2 separate regions of the Sus scrofa genome follow, and region 1 is linked to region 2. The links are chromatin contacts, called in public HiChIP or PLAC-seq maps. All regions are on one chromosome and are shown on one strand. Each heading gives the region's core, a stretch centred on a gene start, on an enhancer-like site or on the middle of the called end of the contact. The rest is flanking DNA. Distances are from core to core; before and after follow the strand shown. Region 1 holds the start of SS18L1 (calcium-responsive transactivator). Region 2 holds the start of TAF4 (transcription initiation factor TFIID subunit 4).

Evidence for each region. HiChIP or PLAC-seq counts read pairs in DNA pulled down with a chosen protein or histone mark.
Region 1: an H3K27ac HiChIP or PLAC-seq map of skeletal muscle shows a contact between it and region 2. The contact joins the promoter of SS18L1 here to the promoter of TAF4 in region 2. A contact is called at or near these places in 6 of 47 Hi-C or Micro-C datasets (fetal liver, heart right ventricle, liver and 2 more) and 2 of 2 datasets of contacts at active chromatin or transcription factors (alveolar macrophages and skeletal muscle).

The regions. Positions count from the first base shown.
Region 1 is chr17:61,569,498-61,574,448 of Sscrofa11.1, forward strand. SS18L1 (calcium-responsive transactivator) reads left to right here and starts at 2,122. Exons shown (of 11, transcript XM_021078212.1): 1 at 2,122-2,444. The coding sequence starts at 2,376. PSMA7 (proteasome subunit alpha 7) reads right to left here and starts at 2,019. Exons shown (of 7, transcript NM_001243652.1): 1 at 1,773-2,019; 2 at 1-63. The coding sequence starts at 1,868.
Region 2 is chr17:61,525,776-61,531,274 of Sscrofa11.1, forward strand. TAF4 (transcription initiation factor TFIID subunit 4) reads right to left here and starts at 4,188. Exons shown (of 17, transcript XM_003360050.4): 1 at 3,825-4,188; 2 at 3,418-3,822; 3 at 2,839-3,415. The coding sequence starts at 4,115.

The DNA of each region.
Region 1 (4,951 bases), core at 872-3,371, 42 kb after region 2:
CAGCCTGGCCACCGACTTCTTCTCCACGCCGAGGACGACGATGTCCCTTCCGCGGACGCCAACCTTCAACGGGCATCACCGTGGCACTTAAACGTGTGACGCGATCCCAGCCCAGAGCACGAAGAGCGGCTGTTGCCGCGGCCCCATGACCACTGGGGCAGGGGGCACGCACAGCCTGCAAACCGTGGGGCTGGACCCGCTTATGCACAACTACCTCAGGCGTCGCCAGCCAGGTGCCCACTCTTGGCCTTAGGCTTCAGTTTCAGTTCAACTGAAAACCACCACCGTGTGTGACCCACGTGTATGTGCCCCTTCAACCCCATGATTCGGAATTCGGCGTAAAGCCTTTAGGCCTGAGTCCTTAACACAGAAATAGCTGTCCTGAAAGCAGTGTTGCGTGGCTGTGAAGTCACACCCAAACCCTCCCCGCTCCCGCACTTCGGTAACCTGTGTGCACGGCAGTGGGCAAGTGCCTGATGTGACCAGGTGGACGTGTCAGCTACCCCCGGGAGGCCACTGGCTGTTTCTGGCTGTCGCTTCGCAGGTAGAAGGATGTCTTACGCACATGGGGAAAAAAATCACGATTGCCTGTCGACAGCCCTCAATGGGAACAGCAGCCGCTGCGCATGAAACGGTCACTGGGCAGAGCGACATCCGCCCGAGCCCAGAGCAGGGCTTCTGAGCCTCAGGACTGTGGGCACCGGGCCCGCCAATTCTTGGATGTGAGGGCGGCCCGGCTCACTGAAGGATGCTTACCGTCCGCCCGGCCTCTGCCCGGCCTCTGCCTCTAGAAGTCTCCTGGCCGTTGCCAAACGCCCCCTGGGCTGCAGAGAAGCCCTGGTCGGCTGTGTTTCCAAGTTTCAAGCAACTTTCCTACAAACTGACCTGGTCTTTAAAGCTCCCAAAGACAAGAAGGCCCTGCTCAGAGGCGCTGGTTAAAGAAAGGTAGCCTGCCGGCGGGCCCCACATGCAATGGGGGCGGGGGGAGACAGGTGCCAGGCGACTCCCCCACTAGTCTCTAAGCTGAAATAGGTCGCAAGGTGGATTTGGAGCCCCCATTGCAGAAGAGGTTCAAGAGATGAAAATACTTCCAAGATTCACAGAATCGTGTGTTTTCTCTCTGGCCAAACCTCTGACACACCAAATAATAAAATAAAAACCATCGTACAGTTTAGCCAATAAGCAAACTGCCAAGCGTACTGAAGGCACCATTGCATTTACGTTTCAAACCGCGGCCTAAACGACAGCCGCGCTCAGGTGCGAGGGGACGAGGGGGGCGGTCACACCCGGAGGGGCCTGCCAGCTGCGCCGGGCTGCCCGGGGACGGCAGGGCTGCTGCTGAGCCCGGCGGCCGCCCTTTGTCCTCGAAGCCGGCCCACTGCTTTCCCGGTCGGGGAAGCCCCCTCACTGGGAGCGGTCCGCATGCCGTTCGCGCAAATCATTTGGTGCCTTAAGGCGCGTTCCGGGTAAGGGGCTGGCCCGCCGCTCGGAGCCCCCCCCCCCCGCCCAGCCGCGGCCCCCGAACCCCCAAAATGGCGCCGCCGGCAGGCGCGCTCGGCTCCGGACACCGGAGGAGCCCCAAGGCCTGCGGTCTGCAGGCCACGGTCCGCAGCGCCCCTTCCCGAAGCAAGCCCCACGTGACGGCTGCCGTGCGCCCCCCCGCCCCTGTGCTACCCGAGCCCGAAGCACTCGGCGCCGGTCAGCGCGGCCTCCCCAGCCGCCCGGGCCCTGCCCATCCCCGGACGTGCAGGCCCCGCGGGGCCGCCGCTCACCGCAGTCGAGCCCTTCTTCACGGCCTCCTGCGCGTACTCCACTTGGAAGAGGTGGCCGTCGGGCGAAAAGACGGTGATGGCGCGGTCGTAGCTCATGCCGGCGGGGCGACGCGGCCGGACCCGGGAAAAGCGCACACTCACGGCCCGCGCAGCCCGCGATTCACGACGTCGCTGCGCCCGCGCCCGCGCCGCGCGCCCGTCCGCCCCCGGCGCCGCCGACTGCGCTGCTGGCGTAAGGCGGGCGTAAGGCGGCGTCGGGCGACGTGCGCGCGCCGGGGCGGGGCCGGGCCGAACCACCGACGGCCGGGCGCGGGGGGCGGTGCGGCGGCGGCGGCGGTGGCGGCGGCGGCGGGCCCGGCGCGGAGCGCGAGGCGGCCGCCCGGGGGCGCCGCGCGGAGCTCGGTCTCAGGCTGCGGCGGCGCGCGGAGCGGCGAGGCGGCGGGTCCGGAGGCAACGCGGCGACGGAGGGGCGGGCGAGTCCACGGCGCAGCACCCCCCGCGCCCCCCGCCCCCCAGCGACTGCGGAGAATGAGCGCCTCTGGCCGCCGAGCGCAGCCGGAGAATAAACCCCGATGATCTCGGGCTGATCCTGCGCCCGCGACCATGTCGGTGGCCTTCGCGTCCGCCCGGCCGAGAGGCAAAGGGGAGGTCACGCAGCAAACCATCCAGAAGGTGGGCTGGGGGCCGCGGTCCCGGGCTGGGGGCCACGGGGTGCGGGCGGGCGCTGGGCCGGGTCGAGGGCAGCCGGCGGGCGCGGGGCGCGAACAAAGCCGGGGCGCAGCCGACCGCCGCGACCCCGCTGGGGCCCCGCGCGCGCTCTGTGGCCAGCGTGCGCCAATGTGGGCGGGGGTGCGCGGGGGCGGTGGGTTGGGGCTCAAGGCGGCGCGTGGGGTGGTGTCCTCGGAGCCCAGCCCGGAACGACCCCGGGCCTCACCGGCCACAGTGGGGACGCGCCGTCTTCTGGGCCCGGGGCCGCGGGGCAGGAGCGCAGGGCGGCAGGACCGGGTGCCCGCAGGGTGGTGTCCAAGGGATGTTGTCTGCAGGGTGATGTCCGCAGAGCCAAGCCAGGGACGACCCCGGGCCCCGCCGGGGACAGTGGAGACCCGTCGCCTTCGGGGCCGGGGTGCGGGTGCACGGCGTCCGGACCGGGCGTCCGCAGGGTGGTGTCTGCGAGCCGCCCGGTGCGCCGAGGGGACCCTCCTGACTGGGAAAGTGGTGACGCTGCGCCGTGGGCGGCCCCCCGCCCCCGCGCGCAGTTTGGCTGGTGGAGGGCGCACGGGGCACATGGGGCGACGGGGATCCGTCCCAGCCGCCGGCCCCGCCTGCCATTTAGGTGCTGGCATTACGAGGCACAAAGAGGTGCATCCAGAGTGAGGGCGCCGGTCTTGCAGCCCCGCAGCCCTTTAAGGAGCGCTCCACGCCTCGGGGCCGGCTGGCCGGCCGCTCTTATTGGAGTGTCACGCTGCTTTTCAGCCTTGACACTTCGCCAGCCTCTTCACCTAACAAAACTTTACAGACTGGTTTTACAGCCTTGCCTGCGTGCTATAAGTTTGGCCTCGTGGTTTCCTAGACATAACCTTCACGTGGGTTTGGGGACATTTTAATACAAGTCTTAGGTTTTGAAATGGAAATTTAAAATTTTTACTGCTTCTGTTTAGAAGATAAAGCTCAGGAGAAAGTGGCTCTCGACTCTTCCCCTTTGAGTTCCTCGATGTCGGGTAGCCAGGTTGCTCTCCTTTCTAAGCTGGGTTCTCCGAAGAATCCCTGGGTTTCCGGGAACCTTTTATGTCCCTCTGGGATTCACCTTCTCCCGTGATGATGTTTCAGGGCTTCTTTTTGCTGTGACTGGTTTTGACGAATGAGGAGCCTCTGTAAACTCTAAATAAAAAGCAGTAGAAACACGAGGGAAAACGTGGGGCGTTTTCACTTGTTTAGTCCACACTTGAGTGGTGCTCGCTCAGTAGGGGCCCGATTCTCTGGGCCGGGCCCATCTTGATGCGCGTCACCGCTTGCAGTGGTCACTCTCATCAGCGGCTGGTGGAGAAGGAGAGCGGCAGAAGGAGGCCGAGTGCCTGCGGGTAAGTGCTGGAGCCAGGAGGCCAACCCAGACAGTGGCTCTCGGCTCGGGTGGGCAGCCCGGAGCTCCTCTGGGGACCCTGGATTTTTAGGTGAGCATCGTCCCTGTTCCCAAAGCCACCTTGGCATCAGTACTCATCCACGGAGCTGCACTTGGCGCTCGCTCCCTGTTGAAGTTCCCCAGATTCTCTGGGCCAGAGTGTGTGTGGCCACGCTGGTCCCAAGCATCCGAAAGCCTGTGTCCCAGGGCAGAAGGTCTGCCAGCTGGCCAGTGGAGAGGAGTCTTCAGCTTAGGCTGTCGTCTCACGTGCTCTGAGAGGGCTGGGCTGGGTACTCACTTCGATGTTTGGAAGCGTTCTCCTACTGGTGTTCTGAGAGGGCGTGAGAAATGTGTTCTGTGCTCGTGGGAGCTGTGTCCACAGCCTGTGCTCATGCTCAGAGCATTGAGAAAAGCCAGGGGTTCTACAGCAGCCTCCTTGGTAGTGGCACAGCAGAGAGTATACACTTGTCCTGAGAGTACATTTGGATGGGAGCCTGTCAGGCAAACTCCTACTCAGCCTTCAAGGCCCCACTGAAATGTCCCCTCCTCATGCCCCCGTGGCAGTCACGTGAGGAATGCTGTGCTTTGACATGTCCCTTGGGCTCCCAAGTGTTTGGATCATGGACCTGTTCTTGTGTTGCCAGGCTGGCACAGTATCTGGCATAGTTAGTGCTTCGTACTTGCTGGAGCATCTGTGACCCTGGTTCCATCAGTGGAAATTTTGGGTTAGGCAGGCATATTTGTCTCCTGTGGCTACCGTAACAGATGACCTCAAACGGAGTAGTTTGGAGCAGCAGAAATTAATTTTCTTGCAGTTGGGAGGGCCTAGAAGTCCAAAGTCAAGGTGTTGGCAGGGTTGGTTCCTTTCTAGGGTCCTGAGGGAGAGTCTCTGTGTTTCTCTCAGATTTGGGGGGTGGCTGGCCGTCCTTAAAGCCCCTGGGCTTGTTGGCTTTAGACGTGTCACCCCAGCCTCTGCCTCCGTCTTCACGAGGCTTCTCTCTGTCCAGTTTCCCTCTTCTCCCAAGGACACCGGTCAGAGGATTTAGGGCCCACTCTAATCCAG
Region 2 (5,499 bases), core at 2,938-5,437:
TTTGGTGTCATATCGCTTCCCTCTACTTTCAACTATAATCATAATATTACCTTGATGTTAGGACTACTCTAAGCTGTAAAGAGCTAACTAGGGCTTTCCGGTGTTCCTGGGACCACTGCCTTTGCTGCAACATATCTCTCTGAACACTTACGTGCTCGGGTGATTCCCAAAAGTAGATCAAATCACAGCTCTGGTACCTCCAGACAAGCAAGTTAATTACAATCACATAAACCTCTCTTTACAAAACTGCCCTGACCAAGAACGTCAAGACTGAGTTTGCTGAAGCCAAACTCAACACGAGCTCGTGGCGGGCTGTGAGGGTGAAACACGCAGGCCAGACTGGCCCTCCGACACCTGGTGAAACCCCTGTCCCTGTCCCTTCCCCCTCGGACCCTGCCCTACAGGAAGGGAAGGCTCTAGAAGGGGCAGGCCTCGACCCCAACTGCCAACAATCCACTGTTACTCCACTTGACCCCTCTGTGTAGCTCTGAGAACCCTGCCTGCCCCAATCCCAGGTCGAAGTAGGAATGAGCTCTCAGGCAAGCAGCACTTACTTCCCTAAGTTACTTCCGCCTCCGCTTTATACATCTTTGCGACGAGATGGTTCAACAAAGAGGAGACATCAGGTAGAATTTAATATTCTCTGGTCCATCAGCTACACGAATGTAACTAGAAAACTCTCGGTCTATCATTTACAGAACAGAGTTAATTTGTACTAGTTGAAAGACAGTACCATGGGGCACTGGTACTAGTTTTAACTGCATCCTCTTCTGCTTCTGCTGTTCCTAAGAGAAGCAAAGTAATCAATCAAGCTCCGAATCAGCAGATCAACTGTGGGGGAGGGGCAGCATGAAATGAGGGATGTGAGCCTCATTTTCTGGAAAGCATTTGACCCCTTCAAGGCACAGCGCTCAGCATTTGTCACCCAAGTGTCAACCTGTTCTCTGCTCTCACATACACAGAACTCCTGCAAAGACTCAAGGGAACTCGTGCCAAGTCACCGCTTTTCAACCTTTCCAAGGGGTCGCCTACATGTCACACAGACCTCCCGAACACAGATGCTGGGACAGGAGGTGAAAGCGAGTCCAGGGTCAGTCACGACAAAGAGAGCAGAGGGGCCCTCCCCGCCCACGGCAGCCTCCCCGCAGAAGAAGAAAGGCAGCGGGGGCTTCACCTGCGCAAAGGCTCAGACCAAGGGGATCCCGTCAACCCAAAGCACCCCGGGGACAGGCAGAGCAGCCCGGGCGTCACGGCCCCACAAGCCAGGCAGGGCGCCAGCCTGGGGCCCTTCGCGGACAAGCTCACGCCAGTTTCCAATAACAAAAGGGCAGCATGGGGCACCACCGGGAGGGCGTCTTAATAAGTAGCTAAAAAGTATTTTGACACCTTACATAACGTGCTACAACGACGAATTCCATTTTTTTAAACATTACTAAAGATCAGCCGTGTTTTCCACTAAAAGGTCAAAATACACATAATGAGCAAAACAGAACCTTGGATAAATCACTCCCACAAACTTGAGAACAAACGGAACGGAAGGGGCTCCCCACCCAGTCAGGTAACTTATTCGACGTGGTCTCCTCCTGGGGGGGGGCACCATCACCCCAGAAACTCAGTTCTCAGCTGCAGCCTTTCCTCCTCGTGCCCAACTTCCCCACCGCTCCGCACCTCGTGTCACTTTGATGGGGAAACCTTCCCCCCTAAGACGCTGAAGTCCCTGCAAGGTGACCACGGGCTCACCCCAGTGCAGGAGGGGACACAGACAGAGGAGGTGCTGTTTCTACTACTTGCGCCACCGCAGCGGCCGCTACACCAGCACATGTTACTACACGCGGGGAGGAGCGCTCCAGAGTCCACGCAGGCGAGCCGGGGATGGAAGGGAAAACACGGAGCCGGGAATCCCGACACAGAGCGGCGTGACGCAGAGGGCCGGCGGGGACCTTTCGCGAGTGAACCTGAAGAGCCCCAAGGGGACACCGAGGGGACAGGAGATGGAGCGTGGGATGGAAGACGCTCCTTGTCCGCCTGCACCGGCTGCACCCCCGCGCCCCACTGATCACAGGGCACGTGCCCCCCCCACCCTGACTCCAAGGTGATGAGGACCGGGGTGACCCGATGACACGGTGGAGGAGGACACTGTGAAAAGTGACACTGTGGCTACGGGAAGTGCTGAAGCACGGCTGCAGAGCAGACGTGAGGCAAGGGCTCCGACCAGGAAGGGCGTGAGCCCCAGGACTCCTCCAGGCTCCCCTGGGAACCCTGCCATCCTGGCGTCCAAAGGGAAGCCAGAGCTTTCCAGGCAGACCTGCCCAGCCTCGTGGAGGGGGCATCTCTGCGCTGAGCTCGCCAGGAAAGGGGGGTCCCTAGCTCATCATCAGGGGAACCAATCACAGCCCAGAATGATAAAACACAGGAAGGTAGAGCAAGGACACAGACCAAATGCCTGACCCCAGGAACCAGGAGAGGCAAAGGCCCAGCGTGGGAAAGCCAGGGGCCCGGTGAGACCCCAGCGAGTTGTCCCCGCAGCACCGGCTGCCACTGCTCCCCACTGTGGGGACTGGGCAGCGGCACACAGGGGCCGGGAAGCCGGGAAAAGTCCCACTGGCCAGGCCGAGAGCCTGGCAGAGAAGCTTGGCAGCCCTGCCCCAGGTCCCATCGCATGCACGCTCGCACTCTCTCTCTCACCCCGGGACTGTCCTGAGCCTGGACAGAGGTGTGCCTCCGCTCGCGGCAGGCCACTGCGAGACCCGTGCCCCCCCGCGTCCCGCCAGCCCTGCAACTTCCTGGACTCCCAGCTGGGGCGGCACACACCCGCCGGCAGGCAACGCAGCCACTCACCTGGGGGCAGCTGGAAGTTCTGGACGTTGGTCGGGTTCTGCGGCGGCTGCGGCAGGCGTGGGGCTAGGACCGTGGGCGTCAGCGTGGCCCGGATCCCGCCGGTGGTGACCGAGGGCGTCCTGGGCAGGCTCTGGGTCACCGCGCTGGCCGAGCCCTTGGGCAGCCCGGTGGGAGTGCCGGGGGCCGGCGGCGGGAGGCCCGCGGCGGCGGCGGCGGGCAGCGCCCCTTGCATAGTTGGCCCGAGGATCATGCCGGCCCCCGCGCCGGCCGGGCAGCTGGCCGCCAGGGTCTGCGGCGGCGGGGGCGCCGGCTGCAGCGCGGTCTTGGGCGAGTCGGCCTTGGCCACCTGCGCGGGCGCGGCGGCGGGGCCGGGCTGACTGTTGGCGGCGGGCGCCGGGGCGGGCGCGGGCGCGGGGGCCGAGGCGGGCGCGGGCGCGGGGGCCGGGGCGGGCGCGGCGCTGCCCCCGTTCTGAGCGGCCGCCGGGGGTCCGGCCGGGGGGCCGGGCGGCCGGGCCAGGCTGGCGGCGGCGGGCGGCGGCGGCGGCGGGGCGGCGGCGGGCGCGGGGGCGCGGGGGGCACGGCGGGCGCGGGGGGCGAGGGGGCGCGGGGCGCGGGCGCGGCGGGGGCGCCGAGGAAGGGCGGCGTCTGGATGACAGTGGCGGCGGCTGGCTTGGGCGGCGGCGGCGGCGCGGGCGCGGGCCCGTTGTGGAGCAGGCTGACAGCAGGTGCGGCGGCGGCGCGGAGCGAGTTCCCCAGCGCGGCGCTCCCATTCAAAGTTTGCGCGGCGCCGGGGCCGCCGGGCGGGCCGTTGCGGGCGGCGGGCTTGGCGGCGGGCTCGGGCGCGGCCGCGGCCCCCGGCGCGCAGGCCCCGGCCGCGGCGCCCGGCCCGGCCCCGGCCCCGGCCGCGGCGCCCGCGCCGGCCTCGAGCGTGTTCAGCTTCGCGGCGGGCCCTGCGGGAACAAGCGGGCAGCGCGGTGAGGACACAGGCCCGGCCGGCGGCCGCCCGCGCTCAGGCCGCGCCGCGCTCTACCTGCGGGGGGCGGCTCCGGCGCCGCTGCGGGCGCGCCCTCGGCCGGCACGGCTCCGGCTCCGACATGGTTCCCGAGCGCGCCGGCGGCCGCGGCCCGCGCCTCGGGCGCGCGGGGCGCGAGGTGGTGGTGGTGGGCCGCGCTGGCCGCCAGCTGCGACTCGAGCGAGCCCACCAGGTCGCTCACCACTTTCTCGTCCACCTCGCTGTTGAAGAAGACCTCGTCCAGCAGATCCGAGCCCGCCGCCATCTTTCCTCCTCGGCCCGCCGCCGCCGCCGCTCGGCCGGCGCTGGGCGGGGAGGAGGCTCCGCGCGGGCAGGCGGGCGGGCGGGCGGCCGCGGGGGCGGGCGGGGGGCGGCGCGCGCCGGGCGGGGCGGGGGCGGCGGTCGGGCGGGGGGCGCGGGCGTCCTGGCGGGGGGAGGGCGGCGGCGGCGCGCTGCGCAGGCGCGGCGGCGCGCCCGCCCCCGCCCGCCGCCCGGCGCCTCGCCATTGGCCGCGGCGCCCCCCCGCCCGGCCGCTCGGCGCCCGGCGATTGGCCGCGGCGCCTGCTTAAAAGGCGCGGCCAATGGCTGCGAGCGGCAGAGGACGGGGCGCGGGGCGGGCGGTTGGGGTGCGGAGGGCGAGTGGGCGGCGGGCTCCGGCGCCGGTGGGCCGGTAGGGCTGTGGGGGTCTCCGCCGCCAGGCGGGCCGCATGCCGACAGCCGGGAGGATGAAACGGGCGGGGACCGCGGCCGGGGCCTGGTGGGGCGGCGGCCGCGATGACTCGCTCTTTGTCTCCGCTCGCTCCAAAATGGCTGCGGTCGGAGCTGATGGGAGCTCCAGGCAGGCGAGGGAACGGGGACGCCGTGTTCCCCGGACCCCGGTGCCCCTTAGCGCAGCCGCCGTGACTCGCAGGGGCAGGGCGCCTCGGGAGGGCACGGGCGAGGTCCGGGGCCCGGGGCCGCCGGGCGACCTGAGCGCCGGCGCCACTGCTGCGGGCCGGGCGCGGGCCCGTCCTCGGCTGGCGCCCAGGTCTGCCCGAGGCCCGGCGTCTCGCGCGGTGAGGCCGCTGCTCGGGCGGCGGGGCGGGGCGGGGGGCGGCGCCCAAGGCCGCCGGAGCCGCGCCAGGGTGACTCACTTCATCCGGCGGCGCGGCCCGGGACGCGAGTGCCCTAAATTACTGGGTGAGACGGCGGCGCCGGCTAGGACCCGCAGCTCCTGTAGGGAGCCGTCCGCCTGGAGCTGCTCCTCGGGTCCTTGTTTTCCGCTCTGTCCTTTTGACAAAGTAAGTTGTCGAAAAGAACCGTGCGAGCACCTTCTCTATAAAATGAGTTCAGGTAAAGTTCTCTCCTGTGTTTTTTGTGTTTTGTTTTCACCGGAAGATGGTATTCTGGGACATCCCTAGTGGTTTCTTTTGCTCCGCTTTTTTGGGGAAACCCAGAAAGGCCTCCCATCTCCGGCTCCTGCGGGCGAGGCCGCGCCGCGGTCGCCCAGACCTCCGCACAATGAGGGACGCTGTTGACACAGAAGGGTTCTTTTCTGGCCGCCTGAACAAAGGAGCCCGCCGGCCCCCGCAGGCCCAGCTCGCGGGGCGGGTTCTAGACAATGAGCGTGGGGCGTGGAGCCTGGAGAGGGGCTTCCCCGGGGGACGCAG